Linked DNA regions of Danio rerio: region 1 is linked to region 2. The links are chromatin contacts, called in public Micro-C maps. All regions are on one chromosome and are shown on one strand. The core of a region is the stretch at or near the end of the contact, and the rest is flanking DNA. Distances in the headings are between cores, read along the strand shown.

Evidence for each region. A called contact is a pair of places that touch in the nucleus more often than the background predicts.
Region 1: a contact with region 2 is called in a Micro-C map of caudal fin, with 17 times the contacts expected there. The contact joins the enhancer-like site here to the promoter of rbm7 in region 2. A contact is called at or near these places in 4 of 18 Hi-C or Micro-C datasets (caudal fin, embryo and hematopoietic stem cells) and 1 of 4 datasets of contacts at active chromatin or transcription factors (caudal fin).

Annotation. Positions count from the first base shown.
Region 1 is chr18:50,472,639-50,479,302 of GRCz12tu, reverse strand. No RefSeq gene overlaps it. Among named protein-coding and RNA genes, the nearest start is that of barx2, 130 kb to the right of the region's middle. Within about 2 kb of position 2,877, at least 25 of the 62 cell types and tissues checked have an H3K27ac peak or open chromatin away from gene starts, as enhancers often do. A contact at or near this core is called in caudal fin, where this site is marked.
Region 2 is chr18:50,329,774-50,336,611 of GRCz12tu, reverse strand. It overlaps rbm7 (RNA binding motif protein 7), which reads right to left and starts at 3,554. Exons shown (of 5, transcript NM_199925.1): 1 at 3,406-3,554; 2 at 243-405. The coding sequence starts at 3,498. LOC141378686 (a long non-coding RNA gene) reads left to right here and starts at 3,712. Exons shown (of 4, transcript XR_012393887.1): 1 at 3,712-3,801.

The sequences.
Region 1 (6,664 bases), core at 1,628-4,127, 140 kb before region 2:
AAATTTGGATTTCGAAGTCAATGATCATTTCAATAAGTATGATTTATATATATATATATATATATATATATATATATATATATATATATATATATATATATATATATATATATATATATATATATATATATATTATACCCTATTTCTGTTTAACGGAGAGCAGATTTTTTCAACAAATTTCCTAACATTATAGTTTCAATAACTCATTTCTAATAACCAATTTATTTTATCTTTGCCATGATGACAGCAAATAATATTTTACTTGATATTTTTCATGACACTTCTCTACAGCCTAAAGTGACATTTAAAGGCTTAACTAGGTTAATTAGGTTAACTAGGCAGTTTAGGGTAATTAGGTAAGGTATTGTATATCAGTGGGTTAAAAAAAATAAAGCTTTAAGGGGCTAATAATTTTGTCTTTAAAATGGTGTTTAAAAAATTCAAAACTGCTTTTATTCTAGCTGAAATAAAACAAATAAGACTTACTCCAGAAGAAAAAATATTATCAGACATACTGTGAAAATTTCCTTGCTCTGTTAAACATCATTTAGGAAATATAAAAATATTAAAAGGGGGGTTAATAATTCCGACTTTGCACACACACACACACACACACACACACACACACACACACACACACACACACACACACACACACACACACACACACACACACACATATATATAGTATAGTTTATTTATTTCCTTTATTTAGCCAGGAGATCACATTGAGACAGTACTGTCTCTTCTTCCAGTGAGACCTGGTCAAGATGGCAGGCAACACATAAAGTTTCATATAAAAATCACAAACAATACCACAAAATTACAAAATCACCATTCTTAAAAACATCAGCTCATAACAAACAATTGCAGGTGTCCTTTAAAATGTTGTATAAAAGATGTTTAAAAGTACTCAGAGTCGGAAGAGTGTCAAGATTGAGCTGATTTTGCAGGTCATTCCAAGCCCTGGGAGCGTGAACGGAAAAAGCACGTTTGCCAAGTTCTGATAATGCCCTTGGAACTATCAGACGAATACATGAACCAGATCTAGTATTTTGATTGTTGGTGTGAAATGTTAATAAATTAAAAATATAGGATGGTAATTTACCATCCTATATTTTGGTAATTTAGATGCAAAAACCGTGTAAAATAGTTCTCTAAAACTTGTGTTTTTTCAACCTTATATGTTTATGTTAAGTTATTTCACTGGCAATGAAAATAATCTTTTCTTCGCACTCAGGGTAAAATTACTGAAACTACTCACACCAGCCTGAAGAGAAAAAAAAAGACAATTTTAGATGAAAATTTCAGACGGCACAGAGGTTTTTTTTTTTTTTTTCTGAAATTTTAATCTAAAACTGTCTTATATATATTATAAAGTTCTAATGATTTCCACCACAGTTACCTTTAAAACATTACAAACCATAACCTGTTTAAAATTAAAAACTACTATTTGAATGGTTTCTGCAGTGTTTTAGGTCATATTCCATTGTAGTTTTGTAAATTTTAACACACCATCAAAAAAAAGTATTAGTAAAAACCCACAGGGACAACTTCCATTCCTACTATAATCATAAAAAAATTACATATTCTATGAGGTTTTCTATTATATTAAATAAAAATACATTAAAACAGAGAAGAGATATATTGAACTGGGGCATCAATGAGCAAATGGAACTTATAAAAAAAAGAAAAGAAAATGATAGGAAACGAACGGAAATGAAAAGAGTCAGATCTCCAGGAACATCTTTAGGAAAGGCCAAGAGGCCTCGCTCTGAGCTGCTGAAGATGTGTTTGGGACATATTCCATTATTATTTATCGAGTTTTAGCACACCACCAAAAGAGAGCAACAAAATACCAGTAGAAACCCACAATGACAACTTCCATTCCGACTCCAAACATTAAAAAATGACAAATTCTATGAGGTTTTCTTTTGCTATTGTATTGGATATTTTGAATTGCGAGCATTGGTGAGCACATGCAACTTATGAAAAGAGAGAAGAAAGGACAAGAGATAAACAGTAGGATTTTCAGGAACACCTTTAGGTAAGGCCAAAGGTAAAGTTGGTTTTATATTCGCACATTCAGACTTCCCCCTTGATAACATAATTTCATAAAAGTATTATTTTCAAACTCTAATTAGTGAAATCATATTAGCAGCCAAATTACAACAGTGTTTACAGTCTAATAAACAGTGTTGATGTTGTTTTAAATCATAGTTGCATGCAAATTTCAATCGAATATTCAAAGTAAAATGGTAAACAATATAGAGATTTCATAATAAGCGAATGTGCGAATATAAAACCAACTTTACCTTGTTCCAAGAGTCTCCACTCAGCTGAAGTTGTGTTTAGGGAGTCCAGCAGGATTTAGTGAGTTTTAGCACACCGTCAAAAGAGAGCAACAACCAGTGAAAACCCACATGGACAATTATTCATTCCCACTATAACCATTAAAAAATCACTAATTCTATGAGGTTTTCTGTTGTTATTATATTAGATATTTTAAATTATGAGCATTTGGTGAGCACATGCAACTCAAGAAAAAGAAAAAAAGTAAAGAGATAAACAGTAGGATCTTCAGGAACACTGGAGAAAGCCCAAGAGTCCTCGCTCTGAGCAGCTGAAGATAGCGAACAGAGAGCAACTTTACTTCCCAGTGGCCACTGAATGACAGACTTACCCTGTGGGCCATAAGTAGGCCAATTAGTCTTTTTTCCATAACAGAGCACACACTCCAGTGAACAGGCCAGACGGGAGTGAAAGAGAGAGGCCAAATGGCGCAGCCTGTGTGTCGCGATGACAAATGGGTCCATCGACGCGGACTTTAATCCTATTAAGAACAGCTTGAGGTATCGGTTTCTAGTGAGCAAGTTTTAAGGAGGCCATATTCTCCAAAACCACTCCAGTGCTGCTCGTGTTGTGAAGAGCTCGGGTCGGTGTGATATTACATTTGTCCGGTAGATGGCAGCAACGGACTAGCTTTCTGAGAAATGTTTCTTGACGACAGCTAGAAAAAAGCTATTAGGAAAGTTAATTCGTTAAAGTAATTAGCTACTATTTAAGGTATGATACTGCAATACAATAATGTGTACATTTAGTAAAAGCTGCTAAATCACTAAATTTAAGTTGAAGTGAATTGAACTGAAAGAAAAAATACAGAATCAAGGAAGAAATCCACTGTGAGGAACATTGTGTGAACATTTCCCTACTGAAAATACAGCTTAAACCAGCCTAGGCTGGTTGGCTGGTTTTAGCTAGTCGACCAGGCTGGTTTTAGTGGGGTTTTGGCCATTTCCAGGCTGGTTTCATTTCAGCCTGGTCTTAGCTGGTCAGGCTGGGAGATGACCAGCTAAAACCAGCTTGACCAGCCTAGCTAGACTGGGAGCCCAGCCAAAACCAGCTATGTCCAGCTTAAACCAGGCTGGTCAAGCTGGTTTTAGCTGGTAATTTAACAGCCTGACCAGCTAAGACCAGCCTGGAAATGGCCAAAACCCCTCTAAAACCAGGCTGGTCAACCAGCTAAAACCAGCTAACCAATCTAGGCTAGTTTAAGCTGGATTTTTCAGCAGGGTTAAGAGTAATACAATTCTTGGTTTGATTTGTATTATTTGTTTCTGTTGATATTATTACAAACACCGAACATTTTGTTGTTTTGCATGAAATGAAAGAGAAACCAGAAGTTTATATACACTGTATAAAAAGGCACATGGCCATGTAAAAAAAAGTCAGATGTTAATGTGACTAAACTTTTTCTCTTTTAGGTAAGTTAGGATTATCAAATTTGTTTACGTTATGTTTTTAATAATGAATAATTAGAGAGACATACTTTGAGAAATTGTTTAACTTTTCTTGAATGTCAAGTATTCTGACAAGAAAATGAATGAATATATTGGGGTGATGCGGTGGCGCAGTAGGTAGTGCTGTCGCCTTACAGCAAGAAGGTTGCTGGTTCGAGCCTCGGCTGGGTCAGTTAGCATTTCTGTGTGGGGTTTGCATGTTCTCCCCGAGTTCGTGTGGGTTTCCTCCGGGTGCTCCAATTTCCCCCACAGTCCAAAGACATGTGGTACAGGTGAACTGGGTAGGCTAAAGTGACCGCAGAGTATGAGTATGAATGAGTGTGTGTGGATGTTTCCCAGAAAAAGGTTGCGGCTGAAAGGTCATCCGCTGCGTAAAACATGTGCTGGATGAGTTGACGGTTCATTCCGCTGTGGCGATCCCGGATTAATAAAGGGACTAAGCTGAAAAGAAAATGAATGAATGAATGAATGAATGAGTTTGTTTGAGTGCATGATAGCAGCAAACCATTTGCTCGGTATATCAATGCGCCAACTCACTTGCTGTTTTTGTCCAATTTAAAGACTTAAAATGAGTTACACCACCTGCATAAAACATGATGTCTGACTCTTAAGCATTCACGAGAAAACCTGACAGCCATGACATCACTATTCATGGTTCACTAGCAGCAAGTGCACTCTTGAACCCTGTCTGTGTCCCTTTTAGAGCTGTGGTGGAGCCCTGCCAACGGTCAGCATTTGGTCACCTCCTGCTTTATACAGTTGAAGTCAAAATTATTAGTCCTCCTGTGATTTTTTTTTCTTTTTCAAATATTTCCCAAATTATGTTTAAAAGAGCAAGGACATTTTTACAGAATTTCCTATTATATTTTTTTCTTCTAGAGAAAGTCTTATTTGTTTTATTTCGGCTAGAATAAAAGCAGTTTTTAATTTTTTAAAACCCATTTTAAGGTCAATATTATAAGCCCCTTTAAGCACTTTTTTTATTATCCACAGAACTAACCATCATACAATGACTTGCCTTAATACCCTAACTACTAGTTAAGTTTTTAATGTCACTTTGAGCTGAATCCTGGTGTCTTAAAAATATGTAGATAAATATTATTTACTGTCATCATGGCATAGATAAATGAAATCAGTTATCATAAATGAGTTATTAAAACTGTTTAGAAATGTGTTGAAAAAATCTCTCAGTTAAATAGAGATTGGTGAGGGGGGCTAATAATTCAGAAGGGCTAATAATTCTGACCTCAGCTGTAGCTGCTGTGCTGAGATCAGATGGGAGAGCAACCCTGCAGACGCCACACAGTCGCATTCTGGGGATTGCAGCTCGCACTGGGGACGCAGTGATTGAGCACCTGCCCAAGCCAGCAGAGCCCAAGAACTGCAACTGACCTCCCGAAAACAAGCACCGATTACCATCAGATCTGCGGCCGGTCCCTCTGGAGCATTTGCGTACAGAGACTCGCCATCGCTTTTGCATGGTCAAAATAAGATCAGATATATCGTATGCATTTGTACTTCAAAGAACATCCCTTTGGCATGTGAACAATAGTTTTCAAATGTATTACAGGCCCATTCAATCCGTGGGCTATATTCGACCCGTTTGGAAATATGAAGTGGCCAGCTTGTGGTTGGCTGTTTGTAATATTAATAAATAAATGAAAGTTTATTTGAATAAGAAATAGATTAAACAAATAATACATAATAAATAAAATTAAATAATAGCTTTATTATTAGATATTATGCTTTAAAAAATTTGGTTCTCTATTGAGAACTTTTATTTATTTATTTATTTATTTATTTATTCATTCATTCATTAATTCATTCATCCATTTATGGAGCCAACGATGGCAATAAAATAATAATAAACAATAATTAATTAAAATGGGAAAAAACTATTATAGTGTAAAAATTCCAGTTAAAATAAATGAATGAATAAACAAATGAATTAATGAACATTTAATATTATTGAAATTATAAAAAATAGCTTTTTTAAAAATGAAAATTATAATATTATTTATATTAATATCATTGTCCATTTTTAAATTAAATAAATATAAAAATAGTAATTAAATAATAAATAACAAAATAAATAAATAAATAAGACTGGAAACTATCATACTAATCTAAATAATTTAATTCCATTGTCATTTTTTATGGTTCTGTTCTGCTAATGGCAACTGTGGAAAACAAAATGAAATGATTATTATTTTCGATATAAAAGTTCTTCATCTTAATAATACATGGTTTTCATAGACTAACAATGTTAATTTGTGAACTGTTAAGCTGGATTATACAATTTAATTAAGATGTTTTATTAGCATTGTCATCGGAGAAAAAGCTGAATAGATAAAATAAAAATATATAATTATAAGACAAAAAAATAAAATAAAAAAACCTACAAAGTAATAAAACGAGCTTAATAAATAAGCATTAATAAATACGCTTATTAAATACCAGAAATTACAATATTAAACTAAATAGTTTTATTAGGTTTTATATATTTTTAAATAAATTAATTAATAAATTAATAACCCATTGTAATCAAAGAAAATAAACGGAATAAATAAAACTATAAATAAGGCAATAAATAAATAAATGAAATTAAATAAACTAAAAAATAATAAAACGAGCTTAATAAATAAGCTTTAATAAATAAGCTTTTTAAATGCCAGAAATTATAATATTATTCTAAATAGTTTTGTTTGGTTTTATATTTTTTCAATAAATAAAAAATAAAAAAATAACCCATTATAATCAAAGAAAAAAATGAATAAATAAAACTATAAAGAAATGAAATTAAAGAAATTAACCAAAAACATTAGCTTAATAAATAAACTTTAATAAATAAGCTTTTTAAATAC
Region 2 (6,838 bases), core at 2,305-4,804:
ACTGCAAATGTGATTGAAGATTTTTTTTAAGCCATTCTAAATTATTTACACATGAATCACTCAGATGATCACGAAAAAAACAAACAAACAAAAAACATGAAGTACATTTTTAACACCATATTCTTTAATATTGTGAAAAAGCCCAGTCACCAAATCAGCCGGCATGAGGGTATGCTGAAATGTTGAACAGTGACAACCCTTAGAAAACACAAAATAAATCAACGCAATAAGGAAAGTCCTACCGGTTTTGAACTTTATGTTGAGCTGTCGTCCATGCAGACGGATTCCATTCAGCAAGTTCAAGGCATAGGGCACTGACACTTCATGCTTGAAGTTTACAAATGCAAACAGTTTTGACTTTCCTTCATTGTCTTTAGGGATTTTAACCTTGATCAATGGCCCAGCCTAGTGGAAAAAGAAAATGCATGAATGACCTCTGATGTTGCTTTATATACAAAACAGAAAAGTCCTTTATTTATTAGTTTCTGTGAACTATAAATTGCCTGCAATAATAACAACAACAACAACAACAGCTACTACTACTACATTTATTATGAAGTAGATTAATAATACATAGTTAAATGTCACCTGACTTTATTTTAATATATATATATATATATATATATATATATATATATATATATATATATATATATATATATATACATATACACATATACATATAAGTATATTTGTGGGTTGATACTATTTAAACTGGTCTACACAGACTTTTGTAGATATCAACTTTGAATGTCAACAGTCAAGGGGAAGAGAGAGAAAAAAAAAACCCTGATAACATTTTATTCCAAAAGTAACATGCATATAATTATTTCTGGCTATCTGTATTATTTTGAAGTAGGTATTATGTTTAGAAATAACCTCTGCACCAAAAAAAAAACAAGTAAATAATTGAGATGTCAACAAAATGATACACAGTTAAACCTTTGCACGGTGTAACCATATGGCAACATGATGCTTATGGTCATTTCCATAAGTTTCTTTTAGACCAACATTTTTTTTTTGTTAGAAAGAAAAGACCTTAGTTTAGCCAATGATGTGCTTTGGTTAAATCACATGACATGCTGTGCTTTTCTGTGACACGATTTCTGACTGGTGTTTATTGTTAGTTGCTAAATGCAAATGTAAACATCAATAGAAACAAAGGATCAAATTATGTCAGATCCACTAAAAAATCTGAAACATCACCTCCAGTACGTTATGATGACATATTCACAATTTAATTTTTTTAAATCAAATTTTTTTGTATATCGATCAAATGTATGTGTTACCAAATGGCAACACTGCAATTGTGGATCCTGCAATATTGCAATAAGTTAGCTAGCTAGCAAGGTCGGCTGTGAACTTTTAAGTTGTCACAATAACAAAATGAAAGCTAGTAATATAATGTTGAATAGTCATATGTTAATGGCATTTGAATTATGGACAAAATCAATACTTCTTTTGAATAGATATCAATACAGGGAACATTGTTATAGCGAGCACCACTATGTTCTATGGTAAGTGAAGCAAGAAAAGGACAGAACCGGCTCTTCCTGCAGATAAAACATTTGAAAGAGACAGTCCAGAGAAGTTAGCTCAGAGGCAGATAAGACAGGTGTAGTAGAGTGTATATAGTATAATATATAAACATTGTTAGCTAGTAGCTACATTATTCTGATGCATCTGGATATACTAGACTTATTATTTATTTGTTATAATATTGACTGGAGAAAATATTTATATTTACTTAATGTTGTATATATGATAATACACATTTTGTTTTATTATGTTTTTAATAATATTCAGCTAAAAAGAATGGAATGAATGAAAGCTGTTGGAAAAGCATGTATAAGGTGTTATTTCTAAGTTCTGTGTTAAAGCACATTATGCTGCAACACCAATGAAATCATTTCAAACAACAAAATTATTCATTATAAGGAAAGTTTTAAATTTGAAATTTCTAAGTTAGATCTACTGTTGGACGTTGCTGCCATATGACAACATATCATAAAGTACCTAAACAAATAAATTCCAATATTTTTTTAAAAACACTTCAAGTTCAGCCATTTTAGTCTTTTTTTATATAGATTTATCATAATACGTGCAGTAGAGGGTTAAAATTCCCCTGACAACATTATTCCAAAATACTTTGAGATATATTTATTGGCTGATTATATGATTTTACTATTAAGAATTTGCAAACAATACTTTTCTGAAATTATATTATTAAGGAGAAAGGCTGAATGTGCGAATATAAAACCAACTTCACCTTAATAAATCATATAATCAGCCAATAAAAACAACATTGTTCAATCGAGGTAAAGTAAGTTTTATATTCACACATTCGTTCATTTCGAAGTCTCCATATTGTTTACCATGTTACTTTGAATATTCGATTCGAATTAGCATGCAAGTGTGACTTGAAAACAACAACACTGTTTATTAAACTGAAAAATGTTGTACTTTGATACTCATTAGCTGCTAATATGATTTCGCTATTTAGAGTTTGCAAATAATACTTTTATGAAATTATATTATTAAGGGGAAAGTCTGAATGTGCGAATATAAAACCAACTTTATCTCTATCTCTGTTCACAGCCAATGAAACAGTGCTAATGTTGTTTTGAAGTCAAACTTGCATGTGATTTTAGTCCGAATATTCAAAGTACCATGCTGTCACTGAACGAATGTGTGAATATAAAACCAATTTTAACTCAATGATTTTGTTCTGATGTTCTTGTATTGTCAGTTCGAGCAATAAAATGATTATTTAGCAGTGAAATTCGTTGACATCTATTAAATTAACTGCCAAAAGAAAAATACAATCCTGTTGCATATGAATGACTAGAGTTGAAGTAAATTCGGATATTAATGTTAATATTAGAAGTCCAACAATGTAACATAGAGGTAAAGTTGGCTTTATATTCGCACTTTCCCCTTAATAATATAATTCATAAAAATATTACTTGCAAACTCTAAATAGCGAAATCAAATTAGCAGCCAATGACTATCAAAGCACAACAGTGTTCACAGTCAAGTCACACCTGCATGCTAATTACGATCGAATTTTCAAAGTAACATAGTAAACAATATACAGACTTCTAAATGAACGAATGTGCGAATATAAAACCAATTTTACCTCTATCAATAAAACTGTTGAACTGTTAACACGTAACGTTAACCAGATGCTAAATTCAAGAAATAACACAAACATGTGCTGCATGGAAACATTAGATTCGTATTCTAAAATAACACCAAACATACTACATTATTATCAAACAAACATCCATTGAGATACAATATAAATGAATTGTTTGTAAATCGAGCTGAAACAAACAACATCCAGGCCTTCAGTAGTATTAGCACAGGCAAGCTAACGTACTCAACTGACGCTAACACGCTTACCTGTAAAAACAGCTCGAATATAACTTCTTCTGTGACTTGGGGGTCCAAGTTCCCAACAAACAGAGTCCGGTCAGCCTCGTCGGCTATTCCCATTTTTAAAACAATTAATAATCCAGTCGGTTAATCGCGTCAACTCTGCTAGTTAGCTTAAATGTATGACCATCCCGTCTGTCTTTAAAACGCCTTTACCGTATGTGAGAAATAACTGTCGTGATGCACAGTCGCTTCACGACACAAATGTACAGTTCCTGTGAAGACCACGCGGAGGCGACGTTTTACACATTAAACTCTGCTTTTTTTTTATTTAAGCCTACAAGGCAGGGGTAAACAAGTAATAAGGGGTCATATCGTGTATGAGCTTTCGAGATGGACGTCAAAACCAAAACTAGAGAAAAGGTAAATAATACATGGCGACAATGCAGGCTAAACACTGTTCTTAGTGCGCAATATTAATATGCTGGTCGATGTGACTGTTCACAAGTGTTTTCCTCCCAGTTTAAAAGAAAGAAACCTTGCTAAACAATTTAAGTATTTACAATTTAAAATGTTAATTCTAGCTCACTTTATAAATCTATGTAGATTTTGGTCGCAAAGCATGTTTTAAAACACCAAACTGCAGTTTTTATTCTATATTCTGAAAATATATTTACTAAGAGAAATGTTCTTACGTAATTTGCGTGATTATATATTGTCAGGGCCTGATTTAGTGATTTTGGGGCCCTAAGCAATTCGAGCCATGGGAACCATAAGTCTTACAGTAATACACACTTTGTATTTGTATTTATATATTTGTTTATTTAGCTGTCTTTTTATATCACTGTCTTCCTTTCCATATTTTTATCATAACGCAATCTCTACATTTTTAATGATTTGTTTGCCTAAATCAGTTTACAACTAAAAATAATAAATAAACTATGTGGTTTTTAAAACTTCATTTTAATCTGATTTGACTGCTGGACAGGCGGCATGGTGGTGCAGTGGTTATCACCTTCACCTCACAGCAAGAAAGTCGCTGTGCTCGCTGTGCTCCGATTTTCACCACAGTTCAAACACATGCTCTGTAGGTGAATTGAATAAAATTGTCCGTAGTGTATGAGTGTAAGAATGAGTGTGTATTGGTGTTTCCCAGTCCCAGTTGCAACTGGAAGGGCATCCGCTGTGTAAAATATATGCTATATAATTTGGCAGGTTTATTCCGCTGTGGTGACCCCTGATTAATAAAGGGACTAAGCTGAAGGAAAATGAATGAATGAGTGATTGCTGGACTAATCCATGATTGGGGGTGGGGGGGACACAATTGCACAGATGCATTCATTCATTCATTTTCTTTTCGGCTTACTCCCTTTATTAATCTTGGGTCGCCACAGCGGAATGAACCGCCAACTTATCCAGCATCTGTTTTACGCAGCGGATGCCTATCCAGCCACAACCCATCACTTGGAAACATTCAAACACACACTACAGACAATTTAGCTTACCCAATTCACCTGTACCACATGTCTTTGGACTGTGGGGGAAACAGAAGGCACAGAAGGCTCGAATCAGTGACCCTCTTGCTGTGAGGCGACAGCACTACCTACTGCGCCTCTCAATTGCACAGATGTAATAATCTGTATTTGTTAGACCTTTATCCTACAAAATAGGATAGAAAATTACATTATATATATATATATATAGTTTATAGAAACTCCTAGGTATTTATTGTGGGCCCCCAGACAACCCTAAGCGGCTGCTTACCTCACTTATTGGTTAAATCCACGCCTGTATATTGCATTTTATTGTTAAAAAAAAAGATACTGTCTATTTATTTTCTGGCCCGTTCACAGTATTTTCATTTCAATTACAAGTGATAAAAACTGCCACAGATTACACAAATATCCTTTATATATCAAATAATAACCAATAATAAAACACCATGTATATAAAATAATAACCCAGTATATGTGAACCTGATTTCATCCATTGTTCAGATTCTTGTTGTATAAATTTGTTGTATAAATTATGTATTATTATAACATAATACACATTAGTGTTTACATATATCATTTGCATATATATATATATATATATATATATATATATATATATATATATATATATATATATATATATATATATATATATATATATATATATATATATATATATATATATATATATATATCAGATTACTTATTTAAAATGAGCTGAAACAACATTTGAGATTAACTTCATTTTTTTATGTTCAATCCTCTTATTTGTTAATGGTTAACTTAACCGACTTAAGATCGGATAACATGAATTAATTCATGAAATTAAATCAATCAACTGAGGAAGTACAGCACAATGTAAACTATTGTTATTATATATTAATTTTCTGTTTAGCTTAGTCTCTTTATTAATCAGGGGTCGCCACAGCGGAAGGCTCGAACCAGCGACCTTCTTGCTGTTAGGGGACAGCACCACCCACTGCATCACCATTATTATTATTATTATTATTATTATTATTATTATTATTATTATTATTATTATTATTGAGTGGTGTGGTGGCGCATTGGGTAGCGCTGTTTGCAGCTGGAAGGGCATCTGCTGCATAGAACATAAGCTGGAAAAGTTGCTGGTTCATTCCACAGTGGCGATCCCTGATTAATAAAGGGACTAAGCCAAAATGAATAAATAAATAATAATTATTATTATTTTTATTGCTTACCCTATTCATCTGCAGTGCTTTAAAGAGATAAATAAATCATCCCTCAGACTCATCACTCACCTTTAGTGCAGTGAAAATTAGTACAAATCTGAAAATCAATGTAGATTCATTCAGATGCCCTCGGCTTCGCTATGTGCTCCGATTAGATGAATTAAAATTGTAATGATTAACGATTTCTCAGTCAGACCTCAGGAACTCAGACAGAAGCTGCAGTTGTCGATGTTGAGGAGATAATGTTGTGCCGATAACGGTTGATAAACAGCATGGTTTAGCTTACTGTTGTTGGCTTATTTGTCTCTGCTGCTTCATCAGGCCTGTGACTCACTGAAAGCAATAATAAGTTGGAGGCTTCAGTCTTCAACATGCTATGCAATTATTACTTTAAAATAAAAGTAGAGATAAACTGTGAACTAAGTACCAAACATAAAATCCAGTGATTTATACAGGTCATTCTTACATCATCATGAAATGAGATAACCATATATGACTTTAATGCTTGGTCAGAATATGGCCCTGGAAAGCATAAAGCATCAATGTGAGCTTCATAAAAAATATTAACGTTAAATTAAAGAGTCCAGCAATAAAATTTAGTTGAACTGTTAACACACAACCTGATGCTTAATAAATCAAAAAGCAAAGCCATGTGCTGTATGAAAATATTACTTTCATATTTTAAAATAACACCAAACATAACATATTGGGTGAAGCAGTGGCGCAGTAGGTAGTGCTGTTGCCTCACAGCAA